Regions from separate parts of the Macaca mulatta genome. Here regions 2 and 3 are each linked to region 1. Evidence: chromatin contacts called from public Hi-C and Micro-C data. All regions are on one chromosome and are shown on one strand. The core of a region is the stretch at or near the end of the contact, and the rest is flanking DNA. Distances in the headings are between cores, read along the strand shown. Region 1 holds the start of CEP295 (centrosomal protein 295). Region 2 holds the start of LOC144334445. Region 3 holds the start of MED17 (mediator complex subunit 17).

What was found. Hi-C and Micro-C count contacts between places; a contact is called where the count stands out from the background.
Region 2: a Micro-C map of CD4 T cells shows a contact between it and region 1, with 7 times the contacts expected there. The contact joins the promoter of LOC144334445 here to the promoter of CEP295 in region 1. A contact is called at or near these places in 3 of 14 Hi-C or Micro-C datasets (CD4 T cells, cortical neurons and liver).
Region 3: a contact with region 1 is called in a Hi-C map of fetal cortical plate, with 1.7 times the contacts expected there. The contact joins the promoter of MED17 here to the promoter of CEP295 in region 1. A contact is called at or near these places in 2 of 14 Hi-C or Micro-C datasets (fetal cortex germinal zone and fetal cortical plate).

Annotation. Positions count from the first base shown.
Region 1 is chr14:94,499,843-94,502,542 of T2T-MMU8v2.0, reverse strand. CEP295 (centrosomal protein 295) reads right to left here and starts at 1,363. Exons shown (of 27, transcript XM_077964206.1): 1 at 1,275-1,363.
Region 2 is chr14:94,382,380-94,385,079 of T2T-MMU8v2.0, reverse strand. It overlaps LOC144334445, which reads left to right and starts at 1,319. Exons shown (of 6, transcript XM_077964192.1): 1 at 1,319-2,700. The coding sequence starts at 2,153.
Region 3 is chr14:94,619,943-94,622,642 of T2T-MMU8v2.0, reverse strand. It overlaps MED17 (mediator complex subunit 17), which reads right to left and starts at 1,384. Exons shown (of 12, transcript NM_001261648.1): 1 at 914-1,384. The coding sequence starts at 1,163.

The DNA of each region.
Region 1 (2,700 bases), core at 114-2,613:
AGTTTGTCTTCAAGACCTTGTCATTTTTGAAAATACTGGCCAAGTACTTTGTTGAATGTCCCTCCATTTAGATTTGTCTAATATTCTATGATTAAACTGAGGTTATGTATTTTTTGGCAAGAACACCACAGAATTGATTACGCACCTTTCTCAGTGCACTGCTATCAAGAGGTAAATGATGCTGAATTTTGGTCACTTGGTTAAGATAATGTCCACCAAGTTTCTCCTCTGTAGTTATTACTTTTCCTTTATAAGTATCTCATGAAGACAGAGTGGAGGCTACAGAAACACGCTTTTCATCATACTTTTGCCCAATGACTTTAGTGTCCACTGATGACTTGTCTGAAACAACTACTGTTGTGTTTACCAAATAGTATTATTTCCATTATTCCTTCTACAATTATCAATCGGAGTCCTGCTGTAAGGAAGTTTTCCCTGCTGCCCCATTTACTTGTTTATTAATTATTTATTCTTAGTAACACGGATTTTTAAATTCTACATTTTATTACTATCCAACATTGAAGATGATACTATTTATCTCGCAAGATGTCGTCCTGAGGATTAAATGGCTCCTGGTACATAGTAATCACAAAATTAACACTAAACTTGGAAGATCTGGGTTCAAGACCCAACACTGACACTCATTAGCAGGAAGATACTAGCCAAGTCATTTAAGTCGCTTTGTTCTCGTTTTCTTAAACTGTATAAAGGGAATAATAATATCTGCCCCAACAGGTTTGTTCCGACGTGATTTAGCGTGAAGTCTTCAAATACACTCTAAGTATTAAGGACTCAAAAGTTCACCATTGTTTTAAAAGCTGAGTTTGGGACACGATTGAATAACTGAGAGATTAATGTGGCAAACACCAAAAGAGAGCGCGCTCTCTGCATGAAACGATTCCAGGGAAGGCTCTTAACAACTACCAGGTGGCAGGCCATGGCCGCGGGTGATCTGGGGGAAGCGCCCCTCCCCCGGCACGGAAGCGCCGGGACAGGAGAGGCTGCGGGGAAGCTCGCGCGACCAGACCCTAGGAGAGCGCGCAAAGCCTCTCGCACTGAGCTGCCGGGTCTGGACAGGACACTCCTTACAGCCGCCAGCCCGACCGCGGGCAGGGCCCACGGCCTGCGGAGCCTAAGAAACGCCGGCCGTACCTGCGTTCGCAACAAGGCGCCTTCCTGGGATCCCCTTCCTTCGGAGCACAATCCCAGCTCCTGGGCCTCGGGGAGCCGCGCTCCTACGGGGCGACTGGGAAGCCGGCGCGTCCATCACTCACCTGAGAACCCGGAGCCTGGACACAGTAACCGCAGCTCAGAGCCAGCCGGCCTGGTAAGCTCCTGCCCATCAGCTGCCCAGCAGCCGTTTCTGCGCCTGCGGGAGAGCCATCGCCGAGCCGCCGTCACTTCCGTCATTCAAACCGCCCGCCAATGGCGGGACTAAACCGCGGGAATAGGCCCGGTCCCGCCTTCCTCGGGGGCAGCCTGGAAGGCCGCGCGGTGTTAAAACCCTGCGCCCCGCGCACGCGCACAGGCACGCGTCAGTCCCAGCCTGCGTAGGGGCCCATTATTTGTCACACGTGTTGGGCTTTGACGTTTTCTCCCCTGGGCCGCTCTCGGTGACTCGCGCCTGTAATCCCAGCACTTTGGGAGGCCGAGGCGGGGGGGATCACTTGAGCCCAAGAGTTCAAGACCAAGTCCTTTTAAAAACATGGTGAAGGCCGGGCGTGGTGGCTCACGCCTGTAGTCTCAGCACTTTGGGAGGCTGAGGCGGGCGGATCACAAGGTCAGGAGATCGAGACCATCCTGGCTAAGACGGTGAAACCCTGTCTCTGCTAAAAATGCAAAAAAAAAAAAAAAATTAGCCGGGCGTGGTGGCAGGCGCCTGTAGTCCCAGCTACTTGGGAGGCTGAGGCAGGAGAATGGCGTGAACCCAGGAGGCGGAGGTTGTAGTGAGCCGAGATCGAGATCGCGCCACTGCATTCCAGCCTGGGCGACAGAGACTCCGTCTCAAAAAACCAAAAAAACCATGGTGAAACCTCATCTTTACAAAAAATACAGCAACAACAAAAATTAGCCAGGCGTGGTGGTGGGCGCCTGTAATCCTAGCTACTGGGGAGGCTGAGGCAGGAGAATCTCTTGAACCCAGGAGGCGGAGGTTGCAGTGAGCCGAGATCTCGCCAGTACTGCACTCCAGCCTGGGCGACAGAGCCAAAGCCTGCCTTAAAAAGTGCAGAGCCATGAGGGTGACTTTTGTTTTAAGGCCCCATCATGAAGGTATCTTGGGATATGCATCCTTTTCTGTACTGACTACAGAATTCATTGGTACTATTATGTGCAGTTAATGTCTTATAGCTTTCATTTAAGGCCTCCAGCTCATAACAACAATGAACCTTTATGTTACTCTGTGCCTCCAGAGGTCCAGCGCACGGAGAGCACCTCACGGATTTATCTGCTGTAAATAACCAATAATCAGGTGATGAGCACAGGTTAATATTTATTGAGTATCTGTTATGTGCGGAGTACATTATGTTAGGTGCAGGGGAGACAAGGGTGAATGGATTACGATGCCTGTACTAGATTTTGCAGTCTGGGTCATGGGGGTTAAACATATCAGGAATCGAAGGATTAAAAATGGGGGATGGGGATGGGAAGTTGCTGACATGATCAGATCTGGCTGCACTGTGGAGAAAAGGTCAGAGGGAG
Region 2 (2,700 bases), core at 70-2,569, 120 kb after region 1:
GCCTATGAGTGATCTGTCTGTCAGTTATCTATTACTGTATAACAAACCACCCCAACACTTAGTGATTTGAAACAACCACCATTTTATTTCTCACAATTCCTGGGTTGGCTGGATTATTTTTGGGTGGCTTTCCCTGGAGCTCACTCATGTGGCTGAGAGTTGATGGGCTGCAAAGCTGGGACGGCAAGGCTTCCTTTTACCGGGGTCTTTCCTCTTCAAGGAGGTTGAACCAGGTTTCTTCATGGCAGTCTCAGGGTAGCATTTCAAGAAAGCAAGGAGCAAGGCACAAGTGCACATTGAAAGCCCCTGCTTATGTCATATTTGTTTGTGTCCCAGTGGCTAAAGCAAGTCACAAAGCCAACTCCAGGGTCAATGTGGGAGGGAGCTACAGAAGGACAACTCAGTAGGGGTGATTCATTAGAAGCCATTAGTGTAACAATGTGTAAACTTTTCCTCTGAGACTTGCATTGCAAGATATGCAACTCTAACCTAAAAAGGATGGCACTTTCTTTTTCTTTTCTCTTTTTTTTTTTTTTGAGACAGTTTCCCTCTTGTTGCCCAGGCTGGAGTGCAGTGGCACGATCTCAGCTCACTGCAACCTCCGCCTCCCAGTGATTCTCCTGCCTCAGGCCTCCGGAGTAATTGGGATTACAGGCGCCTGCCACCACGCCCAGCTAATTTTTTTGTATTTTTAGTACAGACGGGGTTCATCGTGTTGGCCAGGTTGGTCCCGAACTCCTGACCTCAGGTGATCCATCTGCCTAGGCCTCCCAAAGTGCAGGGATTACAGGGGTGAGCCACTGCGCCCAGCCAAGGATGGCACTTTCTCAAAGACACAATATCTATGTTATTACTACTATAAGGGAGCATGTGGAGTCACCTTATTAAGGGACCGAGTCCTACATCAGTGACTCTACTTGCCTCATAAAATTATTCATTAATTTTTAGCAGTGGCCTTAGGAAGTTATATACATAATATTTAAAGGAAAATGGCATTTACAATGATAATGAAAGCAATTCACATGGCAGTACCACTGCCCCAATTTAAACCTTGAGGCTTGCTAATTTCATATTTAGCCACATCCCATATGCTTCCAATCCCTCTGCCCTAGTGTGGAGCTACAGCTCAAACTCCCATTGAAGGCAGGAAACTTACCTCACACACGCATGTTCCCCTCACTCTTTCAGCACATAGAACACTAAAAAGATGCTCCTTAAATACTTGCTAAATAAACTGATCAATAGTTGCATTTTATTAAATATCTTTGTGTTTCAGGTATTTCCTTCACAGATCAGATCATGAATTATCTCCCAATGTGACAAGGTCTTACTCTCCACAGTTTACCGCTGAGGGGACTGAGGTGCAGAAAGACCAAAGTGTATGCAGCCCAGTCCCCTCTGATCCCACTCCGCTGCATTGCTGCCTTTTGTATGCAGCAGGAAGGACACTTCCTGTAAAAATGAAAGAAAAAAAAGCCTCAAGTTGTTTGAGAGAGGGTCAGGAAGAAAACGGGAAGAGCCCGTAGACTGCAGGTGCTTCCAAAGGGCTCCCTGTCTTTGACATCCCTAAAATAAAAACTTGTTAATTAAGAGATTGGCCACAGAAATCCAAGTGGAAAACCTGCAGAAGAGTGGGTTCCACAATTCTTCCAAACAGAACAAAAAAACCCCAAGACTTGTTAATTTTTACCGGTGGAGGGGAAGAGGTTACAGGAGTGGCCTTGCTCCCAGGGTTGGCCTTGCTGAGCAGGTGACAATACCACACATATAAAGGTTTTAAGGTTTGTCCTCAGGTGAAAAGGTAGTCAATATTTTACATTTTGAAGATAGTTTTCAAAATCATCTACTCCATCAGTAGTAATACAACAATAACTACCATTTACACACCACCACACATATCGGAGCTGTGTAAAGAGCTTTACACTGCACCATCTCAATTAATTCTCACAACTCTAAAGTAGGTTTTATTCTGAATTTATAGACGTGTTAACTGTGGCCCAGGGAGATGAGCTTTCTCGCGATTGCCCAGCTTTTAAGTGGTAGATCTAAAACCTAAATGTGTTTGACCAAAAGCCCTGAATAACATTTAGCTGTGGGCCTCGTGCGAATTTGGCGCTGGTCCGAGGTGGGGAATTGTGAATCTCATTTATTTATGCTGAGCTGCGCACGTGTATGCACGTGTAATTTACAAAAAACAAATCCAGGTCAGGATCTCTCTTCGCTTGAGGTTTCAAAGCCTACTTGGGTAGACAGCGGTAAAAATCTCAACTCATTCATTTACTCGTTTGCTCTCTTCACAAGTATTTATTGCACACTTCAGTATTCTAGACAGGGCGCTAACCCTGCCCTGGAGGAGAGAACGGTGAACACAACAGACATGGCGTTTGCCCCCAACTATCCCCTTCTCAATTCTGCTATCTCACGGGCGAGGCATTCAAAGAAGCAGGAAATATATCAACAAGGGGGTGACTTAAGCACCCGCTGCGCGGGAGCCGGAGGAAGCGCGCTGAGGCTGCATAGGTGGTCAGGGCGAACTTCCTGGAGGCAGCAGCAGCTGCAGGCGGGCCGGGAACCCAGATCGCTCGGAAGCTACAGTCGGAGCCGGCGACGGGGAAGAGGGGGCGGGGGCCAACGCCCGGGCGGGGGCAGCCAGCGAATTAGGGTTAGGGCAGGAGGATTCGGCTTCCCGGCGGCAGAGGG
Region 3 (2,700 bases), core at 135-2,634, 120 kb before region 1:
ATTTCTTTTAACACTTTGTTTTGCTTTCTTCATTTGGCACCTCAATCAATCCTCAAAAATTATTGTGGAAATAATTTTTGTGTGAGGTATAAAGTAGTATTTACGTTTTTCTGCAAATGGACTCCTAATACTCCTAACAGCACTGCCCTGAAAAAACATCTTTAAATTCCCATTTACACCGAGTCTGCTGCATAATTAAATTAAGAATTGTGATTTTTTTTTTCAAAAATCCTTGACAATAATGAGAATCTGAAACCTACTCATTGTTTCTTCACTTCCCTCCTAACCAGCCCCCTTCCTTCCAGTTTTGCTTTCCCTATAATTCATTTACTGGAAAGCATCTAGAGTAACCTTTAACAAAATCATGTCTCTACTTATCCTGCGAAAGTTTGCAGTGGTCTCAACATTAGTCAAACGCTTATCACGGCCTACTGGGCTCTACAGGATCTGGACCCGCCTACCTCTTGGACCTCGTCACACATTCCAGTCAACACTGACTTCTTTTCTGTAGGTGCTACTATCATCATCCACACCGCACAAGGATGCAAAGTAACGCGCCAAAGGTCACGCAGCAGGCAAGGGGCAGAGCCCCGATCTAAGACTCTTAGCCACCAAGTGGGCCACATTAAAGGCCTTCTACAGAGAAGCATTCATTTAAACATTTCACCGTTTGACAGTGTCTCAAACGCTCCCACTCAAGGAGACCCGCAGGAGTACTGCGTAAAGTCGTGTCCTAACTTGTCCGGCAGCAACAAAAAGATGACGACCAGTATCCTTACGCTTCCACTCGTGGGACACTCAAAAGTTCTCGCACGCACAGGATCTTCCCCACCGAGGAAGAGGAGGAGGGCAGCCACCCGGGCGGGTGCTGGGACCCAGACCGGAGGACTCGGGCAGCGGATGCAGGCTTTACCTTCCTCGTCGTCCTGATCTGCGCTGGACCCGGCGCCCGGCCAGTCCTGCGCGTCGCCCTCGGTCCCCGCCGCCTCCTCCTCCTCGGAGCCCGAACCCTGGCTGAAGTCGATCCGCTGGGCTAGACGCGCCAGATTCTGCGACATGGACAGCGGCGGCAGGTACGTCTCGGTGCCATCGAGGCCCACCTCATGGACCTGCTTCTCGCAGGCCGATTCGATGCTGATGCGCACTGCGCGCACCCCGGACATGCTGGCGGCGTCGGCCAGCGGTGGGAGGACCCCCACACAAGCCAAAAAACGAGGTACGGAGAGGAGGCCTCCCAGCGAAGAGCCGGGAACCCAGCACCCCGGAACCGCGGTGCCTCAGAAGACCCTCGGGAAACCGAAAGCAACGCTCAGGCTGGAAACAAAAGAGCTGGCCCAGCAACTTTCCCAGAACGCACTGCAAGCTCCCCTCCCGGCGTCTTTCCGAGCAAAACTGGGCAGGCGCGGAAGCTCCTGGACTCCCGAGAGCGCTTCCGGTGAATCACCAGGCAGGGTGGGGTAAACTTCCCGGCCCATAAGAGGCGTGGCCGGCAGCGGGAGGCAAAGACCGGTTCAGGAGCCGAGACTGGCTCTCTGTTTTTAAGCCTGCCTTTGTTTAAAGAGCGGATGAGGAAAGAAAGCCTACAGAGGCGAAAAGAGTCAAGGAAAAAGAAATTAATGGATGCTTGTATCTTAGCAATGAGAGTCCTGTTGAGAGAACTGAGATCTGATGGCGCGCGCCTGTGGTCCCAGCTACGCGGGTGGCTGAGGCGGGAGGATCGCTTGAGCCCAGGAGATGGAAGCTGCAGTGAGCCGAGATCTCACCACTGCCTAGGCAACAGAGTGGGATCCCTTCTCAAAACGAAAGTGTTTTTTAATTAGTAAGAAACTTTTTAAAGACTATCTGAAGAGTTAGAAATTAACGGTATGGCTTGGGGGAAACAATTGTGCTTATCACCACTTAAAATTATACTAATTATTTGGTTTCATGTTATAACTCTATGACAGCCCATATTTGCAGCAGACATAATAGGCTCTGGCATGTAATAAGTACTGAATATTTATTTTATGCCCGAGTAACAATAAATAATGTTGATCTCACTTTTTTATTAGTGATGGGGTCCCGCTGTGTTGCCCAGGCTGAGTGCAGTGGTTATTCACAAGTGCTAGCAGCACACTACAGGCTGGAGCTCCTGGGCTCAAAGGGTGCTCCTGCCTTAGCCTCCTGAGTAGCTGGGACTATAGGAGTGTGTCACCATGCCTGGCCTACAAATAATATTTAAAAGATTAAGAAGAAGTGGTATAACTTCAGTCTTTGGGTCTCCAAGAATGTATTTCATTAGTAGGAAATCCACAGAAAAAGATGGATTATCTTATATTACAAACCTCTATATTTCATTTAAGGAATTATATATACTGTTTATCGTGAGTGTTGACCAGGTTTTGTTCTGACCAAGATATATCTAGGTTTTGAACTACTTTCCTAAGGTATTTAGGGAAATACAGTTGCCCTGGTGTTAGTCCCTGCTGAAGAAGAAAGCAGATGGCCGTGTGCGGAGCGGTTTGAATTTTCATGAGAGAAACCTATTTCTGGCAAGCTGCACTGTCTGTCGCACAATCATGTTTGAGAACAGTACTTGCTTTTCGTGTAAATTTGTAAAAAAATTTTTTTAACTTTATTTTAAAATCTGATTAATAGCCAGGCACAGTGGCAGTCTAACAGCCGTGCAGACAAAAACAAGACAACAACAAATGAACATGA